4 separate regions of the Mus musculus genome follow, and regions 2, 3 and 4 are each linked to region 1. Evidence: chromatin contacts called from public Hi-C, HiChIP or PLAC-seq and promoter capture Hi-C data. All regions are on one chromosome and are shown on one strand. Each heading gives the region's core, a stretch centred on a gene start, on an enhancer-like site or on the middle of the called end of the contact. The rest is flanking DNA. Distances are from core to core; before and after follow the strand shown.

Evidence for each region. Promoter capture Hi-C pulls out the DNA fragments that hold promoters and counts their contacts. A called contact is a pair of places that touch in the nucleus more often than the background predicts. HiChIP or PLAC-seq counts read pairs in DNA pulled down with a chosen protein or histone mark.
Region 2: a contact with region 1 is called in a promoter capture Hi-C map of 3T3-L1-derived adipocytes, with 4 times the contacts expected there. The contact joins the promoter of Cd1d1 here to the enhancer-like site in region 1. A contact is called at or near these places in 10 of 39 promoter capture datasets (the 3T3-L1 cell line, 3T3-L1-derived adipocytes, the HPC-7 cell line and 5 more), 1 of 484 Hi-C or Micro-C datasets (embryonic stem cells), 5 of 115 datasets of contacts at active chromatin or transcription factors (bone marrow-derived dendritic cells, embryonic basal ganglia, embryonic stem cells and 2 more) and 1 of 9 other capture datasets (embryonic stem cells).
Region 3: a contact with region 1 is called in an HNF4G HiChIP or PLAC-seq map of pancreatic cancer cells. The contact joins two enhancer-like sites. A contact is called at or near these places in 1 of 39 promoter capture datasets (embryonic stem cells), 1 of 15 datasets of contacts at CTCF or cohesin (large pre-B cells) and 8 of 115 datasets of contacts at active chromatin or transcription factors (bone marrow-derived macrophages, embryonic forebrain, embryonic midbrain and 4 more).
Region 4: a contact with region 1 is called in a Hi-C map of bone marrow-derived macrophages, with 22 read pairs. The contact joins two enhancer-like sites. A contact is called at or near these places in 2 of 15 datasets of contacts at CTCF or cohesin (the NIH/3T3 cell line and large pre-B cells), 13 of 484 Hi-C or Micro-C datasets (the 63-12 cell line, the C2C12 cell line, the G1E-ER4 cell line and 10 more) and 7 of 115 datasets of contacts at active chromatin or transcription factors (bone marrow-derived macrophages, embryonic basal ganglia, embryonic stem cells and 2 more).

The regions. Positions count from the first base shown.
Region 1 is chr3:87,507,738-87,510,753 of GRCm38.p6, reverse strand. The region is part of intron 1 of Gm40085 (predicted gene, 40085); the gene reads left to right. Among named protein-coding and RNA genes, the nearest start is that of Gm40085, 3.4 kb to the left of the region's middle. Within about 2 kb of position 1,528, at least 84 of the 459 cell types and tissues checked have an H3K27ac peak or open chromatin away from gene starts, as enhancers often do. A contact at or near this core is called in 3T3-L1-derived adipocytes, bone marrow-derived dendritic cells, bone marrow-derived macrophages and 2 more, where this site is marked.
Region 2 is chr3:86,997,864-87,000,879 of GRCm38.p6, reverse strand. Cd1d1 (CD1d1 antigen) reads left to right here and starts at 1,551. Exons shown (of 6, transcript NM_007639.4): 1 at 1,551-1,688; 2 at 1,975-2,247; 3 at 2,530-2,808. The coding sequence starts at 1,628.
Region 3 is chr3:87,114,768-87,117,783 of GRCm38.p6, reverse strand. All of the region lies in intron 2 of Kirrel (kirre like nephrin family adhesion molecule 1), which reads left to right. Among named protein-coding and RNA genes, the nearest start is that of Gm24472, 49 kb to the right of the region's middle. Within about 2 kb of position 1,398, at least 76 of the 459 cell types and tissues checked have an H3K27ac peak or open chromatin away from gene starts, as enhancers often do. A contact at or near this core is called in pancreatic cancer cells, where this site is marked.
Region 4 is chr3:87,225,524-87,228,539 of GRCm38.p6, reverse strand. No RefSeq gene overlaps it. Among named protein-coding and RNA genes, the nearest start is that of Fcrls, 36 kb to the left of the region's middle. Within about 2 kb of position 1,504, at least 1 of the 459 cell types and tissues checked has an H3K27ac peak or open chromatin away from gene starts, as enhancers often do. A contact at or near this core is called in bone marrow-derived macrophages, where this site is marked.

The DNA of each region.
Region 1 (3,016 bases), core at 279-2,778:
TCTTGCATCAATTCTGTTGCCAATCCTTCCAGCTGGACCAATTTGGACAACTTACCCTCTCAGGCTTCATTTTCTTCTGAAAGTAGAGATGATAATGCCATCTTCCTGGTAGGAAGTTGGGGTTGCAAGGATTAAATGGCACCTTCCATACGAGGCACCCAGGGCAGGGCTTGGTGTATGAGAGCTAACAGTGCTGGCACTGAAATCTAATCCTCCCGAATCCTACAGGTCACGGGGAGTGGGGGACACTTGTGTGAGACCACTCAGCCGGCAGCCAGAGAGCCAGCCCCGCATTCCCTTCAGAGAGGACAGACAGAAACAGGGCAGACTGCATTGCTTAGCCCCAAATTAGAGCTACGGTTCTCACCGATGAAGCCCTTTGTGCTCCTGGCAAAGTACTTTCGCTGTGCTGTGGTAACCCCCTCCAAGGGCGAGGCTGGTGTCTTACTCATCTCTCCAGAACTGGCACCTGACACCAGCTGACCCCTGGAAGGTGTGGAGACTAGTGGTGAGGCTCTGGGGGCCAAAGGGGCTTGCCATCCGCCTGGACTGGGTACCACAGGTGGTATGGAGGCTTCCAGACTGGCTTTTTCCAGGAGGAAGGGAAGGGAGGATGAAGGTAGGTTTCAGATGGGTTCAGTGTAGGGAGATGGAGCTAGGCTTCTATACTGTGAAAGGAAGTTTCTCAGTCTCTTACCCATGAACTGACTTATGACCCAAGGTCCAGGTGTCTGTCCTGGATTCACTTTGGCCAGGAAGGGCAGTAACTGCCAAGCAGTGGGGAATGGAGCAGAAGACTGCTGGTCTTAGCTGGGCTACAGTCCACTGATGCATCTCAGGAGCATGGGAGAAAGCCTATCACAGCTGCTGTGAAGGTCCAGACCCAAATCTATACAGAAAAGGATAAAGAATAGCCTGTCACATGCACAGGGCCATTCCACAGCCCAGCTACTCTGGAGTGGGGGAGGGGTGGGTGGGTGAGGGGCTTCCATGTAAATGACACTCCCCTCCCCCTACTCCAGGAGGGACCAGCTCCCAGTGTGGGGAACGAGGGTCCCTCATCTCAGCCAGTCTGGATCTTTTTTTCCTCAATAGACATCATTCTCTCCCTGTGTTTCCCAGCCGTCTCCCTCTCCCTCTACTGGCCCTCAGCAGCTCTCAGTGGTCTCCCCTGAGGTGGCTGGCACTGGTCAAATCCTCATAAGAACAAGGAGTGAAGGAGGCCAACTATCTTCATCTTGGGTTTCCTTTCCCTTGGTTCCTGTAATCCCTAGAACCCACATCTCCCAGGGCCCTTCCCTGCCAACCCTCCCTGCCTTCAGGACCTGGCCTCTGGGTGGGGAGGCACAGTTTAGCGTCTGGGATTTCCCCAGCCCGCAGTAGCAGGAAGTCTGAGTTGGGAGAGGGAAAGCCTGACTCTTGGCTGCTGCCCAGGTACTAAGCAAGACCAAAGTTCAGGGGAGAGGCCTGTTTCCCTGGTCAGCTGGGGACACACTCTGACCTCTACTTATCTGGACTTGGGGACTTGGGTCCCTGAGGCTGGAGGGCAAGGCCAAGTTCAGGGGAAGGAAGTGGAGCTAGAGGGCGACAGGAGAGAGAGACTGCTCCACCTTTTGTCTCCCAGGCCTTGCTTTGGTTGGCCCTGGTCCCTGTCCATGCCGTGAGATAGGATGGTTGACTTTCCTGAGTTGAACACTCGTGTCATCCGAAATCCTGGGGCTGGTAAGGAGACACGAGCATTTCATCCTCCGTGCTTACGGAAATCCAGTTGTCCTAGAGAAACTAGGTTTGTGCGCACAGTCCACGTGTGGCCCAATTCTGACCTATCATGGGCAAGAAGGAGGGTGTCTGGAAACTGGTCTTTTTTGGCGCTGTTTCTCCTTAGCGAGGCTGCGTTGGAAGGAATGACCCTATTAATTGGGCGGTTGATCAAGAGCCTCTTCTTCCAGGACTCTTACTTAATCTCTCAGTCTCTGTTCTTACCCATGCCTCACTTAGCTCTCTGGCTCTAAATGAGCCTCTGGGGACCTCCGGCAGCAAACGCAGCAGGGGACGAACAAGAGCCAGCGATAGCCCTTGGGGAGGACGAAGCAGAAAACACTGGTGACAGAGCACATTCCCCGTCCCATCAGCCAGCCATGCCACCCTCTAGGCCACTTACTCTCTAAACCTCTTCTTAGAGGGTAGGCTCTTCCAGCGCCTGTTCTAGAGCAGAGGTAAAAATGATGCAAAGAGGAATAATGACTGTGAGGGAAACCCTGGGTGGACTGGAGTCTGGATCTTTAGAAAAAAGAAGCGGAAGGGTGTTATAGAAGGGAATCCCCGAGCCTCTACCGCCCCCTAGTGGAGTATTCTGCATGCTCAGTCACTAGCCCTGTGATTGGACTGGACTCTGTACAGCCAGCAGGTGGAGGAAGGTGGAGCCACCCAGTGATATGTGTAGGTAACTTACAATCAGAAGATGTGGCCAGAGAATGTCCCGGTTTACTGGCAGTCATCGAAGTGATTCAGTAGTGAGATATACAGTTGTCACTATCGAGTAAGAGGATTCTAAAAGCATTCACACCTCAGTGGACACCTGGGGATTTACCTAGAAATAACCCTAAGGAGGGAGATTAAAATCTCAGAAACACCCAATTTATTCTTCTGGATTGTGAACAAGAACACAGTGTACGAAACTAAAGGTACAGCGTGGCCTCACGGACCACGGTCAAGACAGGCGCAGCCACAGGTTATGCATGCCCTAAACCTTATCACAATAACCGCTTTTTCTCGAGTTTGACCCCTCAGAATGTAACCGTGACAGCTAAGCTTGGTCTGAGTTTGGGTCACACATGGACAATCGTTTCTTTCTTTTTTTTCTCCCTTACTCTCTTCACTCAGTACCACAGGACTCTCTCTCACTGTACTAGGCCTGGCAGAAATGAAGATATTCTAAAATGATACTTGTGTCTCTCGTCTGACTATCCTATCAGATGACTGGAACGAGCGACTCTAAAGAAATGGGAGTTTCCCC
Region 2 (3,016 bases), core at 302-2,801, 510 kb after region 1:
AGGAGTCAGGTTAGGCAATGTGATTCTCGCGTTCTGACAAGCCTCCAGCTGGGACAGCGAAGGGGTCAAACTAACATTTCTGTAATGACAAGGCCTATGTGTTAGGAAGAAAGGCCAACAAAGATAGCTGCCGCCCAGTGTGTGGAGATGGGCTGGCTAGCTTTCCAGTCTTTATTCACACTGTCTGGGAAGCTTGAGGAGGCTCTCTGAGAAAATTACATTGGAGTTTGAAGTCTGAGTGGACACTAGGCAGGCGCTTGGAGGTCAGAGGTCCCCAAGGGGTCTATTTGTGCAGAGATCTGAGGAAGAAGCTGTATCTAAGGGACGAAAGCATGTGAGACTTAGAGTAGGGTCCCAAACGATGCTCCAAGGCAAGCCAGAGCATGGGCAGAATGATCCTAGAGGCTATACCGATCAATGATGGGGTTTTTTCCTACCTCGTGGAAGGTATTTCATATAGTTGAAGCAGAAGGTTGCGGTTATGTTAAGGGTAGAGACATAGAGAAGAGGCCTACTTAGGAGACAAGGCAAAAAGACAGAGCAAAGCATACAACGGGGTGACTAAAAAGGAACGAGGAAGATGGTATCAGGATGCTTGCTGCAGGAGTACGATTTACCAAGGATGACTTCTCCTTTCTCACAGTAACTGAAATTTTGAGCAACTGTTTTTGTCACTACTTGTTTTAAGCGTGAGAAGTTGGGAATGGCCCTACAAACTCACAGGCGCGCCCTGTAATCTTACCTCTGTTCTCAAAAACAAGAGGTTCGGTATTTGCGAGTGAGTGGGAAAGACATCTGTCTGCAGGTGTATGGCCCGTGTTTTCGCTGTGCTGAAGCGCTTCGAGGGGGCACATCTCGTCACTTTTGGCTTTTCCTCACATCAGACTGACACAAGTCTTCGATTTTCGCAAATCATGACAGTACAATATACAGAACAAAATAAAAACTAAAAATAAAATATGCCTGTACTCTCCCAAAATGGAGTCGGGGACAGCCAGAGGGCAGGTAAGGCAAGGGAGAAAAGAAACCAGGGTAAGGGGAAAAAGAATCTGACATGGGAAACTGTGGGCATACGAAAGCTATGAAGGAACTTAACCCGCCTAGTCCTATCCTCTCAATGAACCACTAGAAGAATCACATCTATTATTATCATTATCATTATTTTAATGTGATATTTATAGATATCTGGGAGGATCCAAACTTGTAAATGGAGCACCTGCAGACAGCCCCTGCTAGCTAGACCAAAACGTCCCTTCTATTTTTCCCCTTGCATTTTTAATACCATCGGAGTTGTAACCGAAATACAATTTTGTCTTGCTTTCGATATTGAGACGATAGTCTCAACCTCATTCTTTAGTATAACGGAAAGACATTTTTGTTGTTGTTGTTTTGTTTTGTTTTGTTTTGTTTAAAAGTGGTTTGCGTAGCGGTTCTGAGTAAAGCTGCACTCCAACCCTCAACTACCAGGGGGTTTGGCTTTGTCAAAGAGTAATTTACCAATCGTGCCTGCGCGTCCTTCCGGGTTTTGCTGGCTCTGCACCAAAAACCCCAGAGCCTTTGTGTACCAGTCCGGGAGCAGAGTAAAGCGCAGAAGTCGGAGCCGAGGGCTGTGTAGAACTCTGGCGCTATGCGGTACCTACCATGGCTGTTGCTGTGGGCATTCCTACAGGTCTGGGGACAATCTGAAGGTGAGTGAGTAAAAGCGCACACAATCTAGAGAAGGGAGGAAGGGAGGGAGAAAGAGGCTGGCTACAAGCTCTGTGCAGTAGTGGGCGGGTGGAGGTGGGCTTCCCGGCTTGCAACAACAGTGGGAGGAGCAATGTATGGCTGCGGCTCAGGGCTTAGCTCAGTTCAGAACTACACTGAGCCTGCCTTTCCTTCCGCAAGCGCAGCTAAAGCTGAGCTTTTTCCTACTGCAGTCTGTCCTCAGACTGAGCCCACTCGCTAAGTTCTTTCCTTTTCCTTTGTTTCCAGCCCAGCAAAAGAATTACACCTTCCGCTGCCTGCAGATGTCTTCCTTTGCAAACAGAAGCTGGTCCCGCACAGACAGCGTGGTCTGGCTGGGGGATCTGCAGACTCACCGTTGGAGTAATGACTCAGCCACCATCAGCTTCACGAAGCCATGGTCCCAGGGCAAGTTGAGTAACCAGCAGTGGGAGAAGTTGCAGCATATGTTTCAAGTCTATCGAGTCAGCTTTACCAGGGACATACAGGAATTAGTCAAAATGATGTCACCTAAAGAAGACTGTGAGTGGAGGGGTTGGAACCCTGAACCCAGTGGGCAGGAGTGATCCAGACCCCAGCTGGATAACTGTGGGCATCGGGCATAGCTTCTCTTCTCTGTCCACCCTTATGGTTTTACTTCTGTCTAAAAGTAACCCTTGTCCCTTCTAAAAATAGCCCATTTCTGCTCTAGGGCACCATGATCATTTTCCTCAACTGGCACTTAACGATAATCTTCATACCAATTCCTTTCTTCCAAATCCCTTAATCATGAACTCTTTGGTCTCTGCCTACTCCTCCTTACAGATCCCATTGAGATCCAGCTGTCTGCGGGCTGTGAAATGTACCCTGGGAATGCTTCGGAAAGCTTTTTACACGTAGCATTTCAAGGAAAATATGTCGTGAGATTCTGGGGAACGTCCTGGCAGACAGTCCCAGGGGCCCCATCTTGGTTAGACTTGCCCATCAAAGTGCTCAACGCTGATCAAGGGACAAGTGCAACCGTGCAGATGCTCCTGAATGACACCTGCCCCCTATTTGTCCGTGGTCTCCTAGAGGCAGGGAAGTCAGACCTAGAGAAGCAAGGTCAGCTGGCTATTTTCACCCTGGCTCTCCACTTGGATCCATCTAGGTTTTTACATCACTGTCAGCTGTAGAGGAAGGGCAAGGACTAGGAAGAGATGAGTAAGGCCTGTGGGGTTTATTTTCTCACTGACAGCCACTCTTGGGTTCTATAAATTGAGTTAAATAAAACTGGGGATGAAAACTGAGCCATGCCATATTTGAGGCAGGC
Region 3 (3,016 bases), core at 149-2,648, 390 kb after region 1:
CATCACCTTCCCCTGCACATTTCGGGGCTTGTCTCGCGGCCACCCATACCCTTCCAGGGTAGTCCTTCCCCCAGGCTCAACCCTGCTTCTTCCATACCTCTTTCTCTAATAAGCCGTTGCAGTAGTCATGGCAGATCTTGGGCCCTGGTGTCTCCAGGTACTTGTTTCCCTCACCGGGCTGTACTGTCCTTTACCTTCCCTGACTCTTCCTTCCAGGGCACCGGTTCTGCCTTCAGGGAAGTGTTCAGCAGAGTGGGGGGAGCCTGGATTTCAGGCCCTCTCTGGATTCCGAGAGTTGATCGCCAGATGGCAAAGCAAGATAGATCAAACTGGCTGTCTTGCTCAGGCACCCAGGAACTATCTTTGTGGATGCTTCCTCCGTCCTGGCCTGCCTCTGTCTTGGCCCCACTCACATATCATTGCTGCCATGTTTGACTCCAAGGATAATTCTCCTGCCAGAGAGCAGGAGGAAGAATTCATCTTCTAGCTGCAGGCGGGCGGCTGTGAAATACGATTTCTAAAGTGTTTATAATGCACCATGTTTAGATAGCACTTTACATCTTCCAGAGCAGCTGGCTGAGCAGTGGTGCTGCCCAGCTGGACCAGGGACTCGCCTCAAACACAGGAGGCCTAGCTTTGGTGCCTCAGTTTCTCCTTCTGAAACACCAAGGAAACCATTAAGTCTTGACCTTCTGCTAGGATATGAAATATGAAATATGGCCTCTCTTTCCCGACCCCATCCTCTTTGTTCAAACCTGTTTTCTCCTTACCTCATCTTCTGGACCATGCTAAGCATTCCTCCACTGCCCACCAAACCCACGGAAGTGCCTGTAGGTGGCCGGAGTCTAGATAACAGAAAGCCCGCTGCGCTTTCGAGCTCTCGAAGCTGATGGACTAGGCGTATGTGGCTCTTGCCTCTGTCACTGTGGGCTAAGAGAAGGCAGCTGGCACTCCCTGTTGTTTGGGGTCAGGGAACCCCAAACTCCTGTGGGTTGTGGATTCCCTGTGGGCCCAGCTAATATCGATGGACACAGAAGACATACTTAGCCTGTTTGTGGTGGTTTGCGCAGGGCCCCTAAGCCTGTAGCCTTTGATCTGAGAACTAGAACCTTTCTTAGCCACCACACTTCCTGAGCCTTTCACATACATATGAAATAAATAGACTTATCTCTCTTTTTAAACTTTCTTATTAAGTCTTTGTGAGTTTCGCATCACGCACCCCAATCCTGCTCATCTCCCAGCCCCTCCATATCTGCCCTCCACCCTTGCACCCTTTTAAGGGGAGCCCTTAAAAAAAAAAAAAAAAAGAAAAATTTCACCATGGAAGCTGTAGTGCGTCACACATTACACCCTTTTGCCCAGATATTTACTTGCAAATGTTCTGTGCAGTGAGTCACGGTCTGGTTCGAGGTCTTTGGCTTCTGTTACCCTATCAATACTGGAACCTCACTGGGACTCCTCTCAGATATCCTGTTGTTGTTTTGTGTCATGGAGATCCTGAAGCTGTGGTGCTACAGGACTGGCCCCTTTGTTGTGCTTCCGCAGTTCATAAGTGGGGTAGATGCTGGGGTGGGCCAACTCAAAGCCCTGATTCTGGGCCTGGGTGGTAGCTGAGTTGATCAGCCTGCCAGCTCTCCCACACCCAAGCCACCAGGGCTAAGTCTCCTGCCTCGCTGAGGGGCAGAGCTAGCTGTCCAGCAAGGCCAGCTTCTACACCCATGCCACCAGGGTCAGCTCTTCCACACTGCCCAGGCAGGGGGCAGGGCCAGCTCTCCTGAGTGCCCAGGGCCACAGCAGGAAAGGGACAGAGGAAGTACCCTTGTCTCTTTACTCCTTCAGGCCTTTTGCCAGATCTAGAATTCTTCTCTGCTTACAAACCACTAAGTCTTTTCCCACCATCTATCCAAAGACCAGGGGAATCCCAGGGTGAGCTGGAGAATGAAGAAGGAAAGGAGATGTTTCCGTAGCCATTCCAGTTTCCCCCCTTGCTCCTTCCCAAAAGTTAGCTGCTCTAACTGTGACAGTGTCTGCCTCCCATACTGCCCTCTTTGAAACAGCTCCCCACTCCACCACTACCCCACCCCACCCAGTTCCAGGCCACTGCAAGGCCCATGATTATTCTGCATTTGTATGGGCAATCATATTAATCTGTAGGCAGTCTGGGGTTCCAGGAGACCTCCTGCCTTTGGCAATAACAGTTCAGAGTCTCAGAACCTCAACGCACTCGATCGATGCTGCTAGTCACCAGGGGGTGTACTCTAACCTTTCATGGTGACTGTGTTTCTTCAGACAATTCCCCAGTGAGTTATCGGGTAAAGAGACGTCTTTGGTTCACAGGGCAGGTCAGGGAGGTGTTTTTGGGAGGGATAGATATTTCAGCTGTCCGCCTAACGTTCTTCATGGAGTGCTGAACTTTAGCCACACTTGTGGCACCTGTGTCTGGACAGTGGTGCCTTGTAGTAGAGTCAGGCCTAAGGGCTCGGGGCTTGTTTGCACTTTGTGCTGCTTGCTGCTTTCAGGTTTTGTAGTGCCTGAGGGATGGATACTTCTCCCCTGCCCTCAACCCTATCAGTCCTTTCACTTCCCAGAAGGACAGTTTCTTACCAGGTTTTCCCTCTGGGTCGCTTGTGTTCCAGTCCTTTTATAGATGACACCATAGCTGAGGAATTATCAAGAATCCTTCCTTATTGTTCTGAACTTTCTCGCTGTCCTTCCCTCCCTCTCGGCCCTCTCCGGGCTTCCAGGGCCCACTTCTGTCATTGAGGAATGCATGGAGGCCATTAGCCAAGAGCAGAGCCACATGCTCTGCTCCCCTCCTCCCAAGTGCTCCTCATTCCACTGATAGCCGGCCAGAGACTGCAGGTCCCACCCAGGGGCTGGAGACGTCCAGTTGGCTTTTGATGCTGCTTGCCTCCAGATTCGGAACTGAGTGCAGATGTTCTGGGCTCAAAACAGTTTAGGTCAAAGAACGGTTCGAATCTAGAGAGATGGCTGAGTGGTTTAGACTACTGGCTAG
Region 4 (3,016 bases), core at 255-2,754, 280 kb after region 1:
CCAAATGGATCAAAGACCTCAACGGAAGACCAGGTACACTGCATCTGACAGAAGAGAAAGTGGGGAAGAGTCTTGAACTCATTGACATAGAAAATGACCCTGATAGCAAGGGCACTAACAACAATTAACAAATGCGACCAAGTGATTCTGAAAAGCTTCTTATAGAAAAGAATACTATATTTGGACAAAGTGGTAAGATACAGAATAGAAAAGTATTTAACCAATTAAGCATCAAATAGCAGGTTAATATCTAACACATATAAAGAATTCAACAACCTAGACCTCAAGAAAACAAGCAACCCAATTAAAACTGGGGTACAGATGTAAACAGAGTTCCCAGGAGAGGAAACACAAATGGCTGAGAACTACTTAAAGAAATGTTCAACATCCTTAATCATCAGGCAATTGCAAGTTAAGCACTTTGAGATTTTATCTTATACCAGACAGAATGACCGGCATTAAGTAAACAGATGGCAGCCCATTCTGGTGAGGATGTGAGTAAGGGGGACACTCATCCACTGCTGGTGGGAGTGCCAATTTGTATACCCACTATGGGACTCAGGAAGGTGGTTCTTCAGGAAGCTGGGAATAGATCTACCTCAAGATCCATATACACCACTCTTGGACATAGACACAAATGATGCTCCATACCACTACAGAGACACTTACTCAAACATGTGCACTGCTACTCTATGCATCATAACCAAAAGTGCTCTCCACAAATGGAAGGTATGGCCCTATTACTGAAGACAATATCTACACAATTCAAGTGGCCAGCCCGAAAGTCACATACACGCAAGCACACTAAATGATCTCAGTAGGTTGTATTTGTGTGTGTATGTGCGTGCATGTGTGTGTGTGTGCGTGTGTCATGGTGAAAGCAAAAGAGGCCATAGATTTTAAATCGAATGGAGGGAGACTTGAGAAGACTCGGAGGGAGGAGATGAAGGGAGGAAGAGATATAAGTACAATATTCACATGAGTACAGGGTGATCACATGTTCATTCGGGAAATTTACTCATACACATAAATCTAAAAATAAATATCTTTTTAAAAGATAATGGACTCTTGTGCCTAGTGAAAGAAATTCAGAGTAACATTCCATCTTTGACATGGTTACTATTTCTCATCCAGGTCTATGTTGACAAAGAACAATGGGTAGGGCAGGGAGCTTTTTTTAAGTTTGATTTTTAAGGAAAAAAGCTTGAGCAACTCTGAAGGTGTAGCCAAGGTGCATGCTAAAACAGAAGGTGGTAATTGTTAATGCACATCTGCACTGTAGTGAACAGGAGAGAAAGCATCCAAGGACAACGCCCCGCCCACCGAAGGCACCAACCAAATCGTGGAAATGCAGATTAATTTAAGGAAGACAGCCTGAACTCTGCAACCTAAGGCAGTCCCCTCCTGGAAAAGAATTTCCTCCCCGGAGTTAGCATACTCAGCCAAGGGACACGGCTCCACCTAAATCTCCTGTCTTAGTTTCATTTCTGCAACTGTGATTGTATATCCTGAAAAGAAGAAATTTAGGGAAGGAAGGGCTTATTTCTGCCCACAGTTACAAGTTACAGTTCATCATAACAGAGGAATCAAAGTGACAGGAACTTAAAATAGCTAGTCATATTAAATCTATAGCCAAGAACAGAGAGAAATAAATGCATGCATGCTTACTGCTCTGCTTGCTTGATCCGCTCATATGGTTGAGAACTCAAGCCTAGGGAATGGAGCTGCCCACCTTTAGTCTGGGTCTTCTAACATTAACTAATGTAATCAAGACAACTTGCTATAGACATGTCCACAGGCCATCCTAATCCAGACAATCCTTCATAAAGACTTTCTTCCTAGATGACTCTAGATTGTATAAATAATTAAATTAACAGCCTAGCAGTGGTAGGGTGGTGTGCACCTTTAATCTCAGGACTCAGGAGGCAGAGGCAAGCAGATCTCTGAGTTCGAGGCCAACCTGGCCTACAGAGCAAATTCCAGGACAGCCAGTGCTACACAGAGAGACTCTGTCTCAATAAAACAAAACAAAACAAAGCAGGGCGGGGGAGAAACAATTACTATTCCTTTTCAACTAAACTCATTAGTCTGAGCCGTAACCCTTGGCCCCAAGTGTATGAAGTTTTTCTCATAATGTAAAATTTAGTTTACTTATAATCCCCCATAGTGTTTTAAAATCCAGATATTTTAAAAGTCCAAAGTCTCTTAATTGTTAAGTGCCTATAAAAATCTAAAATAAGTTATATACTTCTAACTTACAATGGTGCAAAGTAAATATACATTTTCCAAAAGAGTTAGGGGCATAATACAATAATACCAAAACAGAAACAAAATCCCTCATAGCAAATGCTAAATCCTGAAGTTCTGTGTCTGGACCTGGGCTGCAGAGTATCATCTTCTGGGCTCCAAAGGCTTCAGGCAGTGCTATTCTTTCAGCCTTGTCTGAAGTACACAGAGATTCTTCTCTCTTAGGCTTAGGCCAGCTCCATTCCAGATCCTCATCTCTGCAGAGTCAATGTCTGATGGCCCGGGCATCTCCAATATGCTGCAGTTATGACTGCAACTGACTCATCTCAGCTTCAGTCACTAGACCTCTCCGGCTCTCTATATAAGGACCTAACCCTGCCACACAGTGCCTGGTCTTAGATGCCCTGCATGATTTCCTCAATATTACATCTCTCATGACTTCAAAATCGGTACCACACGGACAGTGCTTATCTTAGCTTTGTCTTGCTGTGTGCAAGCTTATGTTTCCTCATCACAGTCATTCATCAATGGAAGTTAGAGAGGAACGCACGGCAGGATGGAGGAATGGAAGTAGAAGACACAGAGGAATGCTGCTTACCGGCTTGCTTTCCCTTGGCTTGCTCAGTGTGCTTTCTTATAGCTCCCAGGACCACCAGCCCAGGAAAGGCACCACCCACGTGGGAGCTGGGCCCTCCCACATCAATCACTAATTAAGAAAAATGCACAACAGACTTGTCTACAGACTTCTCTTAAGGAGGCATGTTCTCAA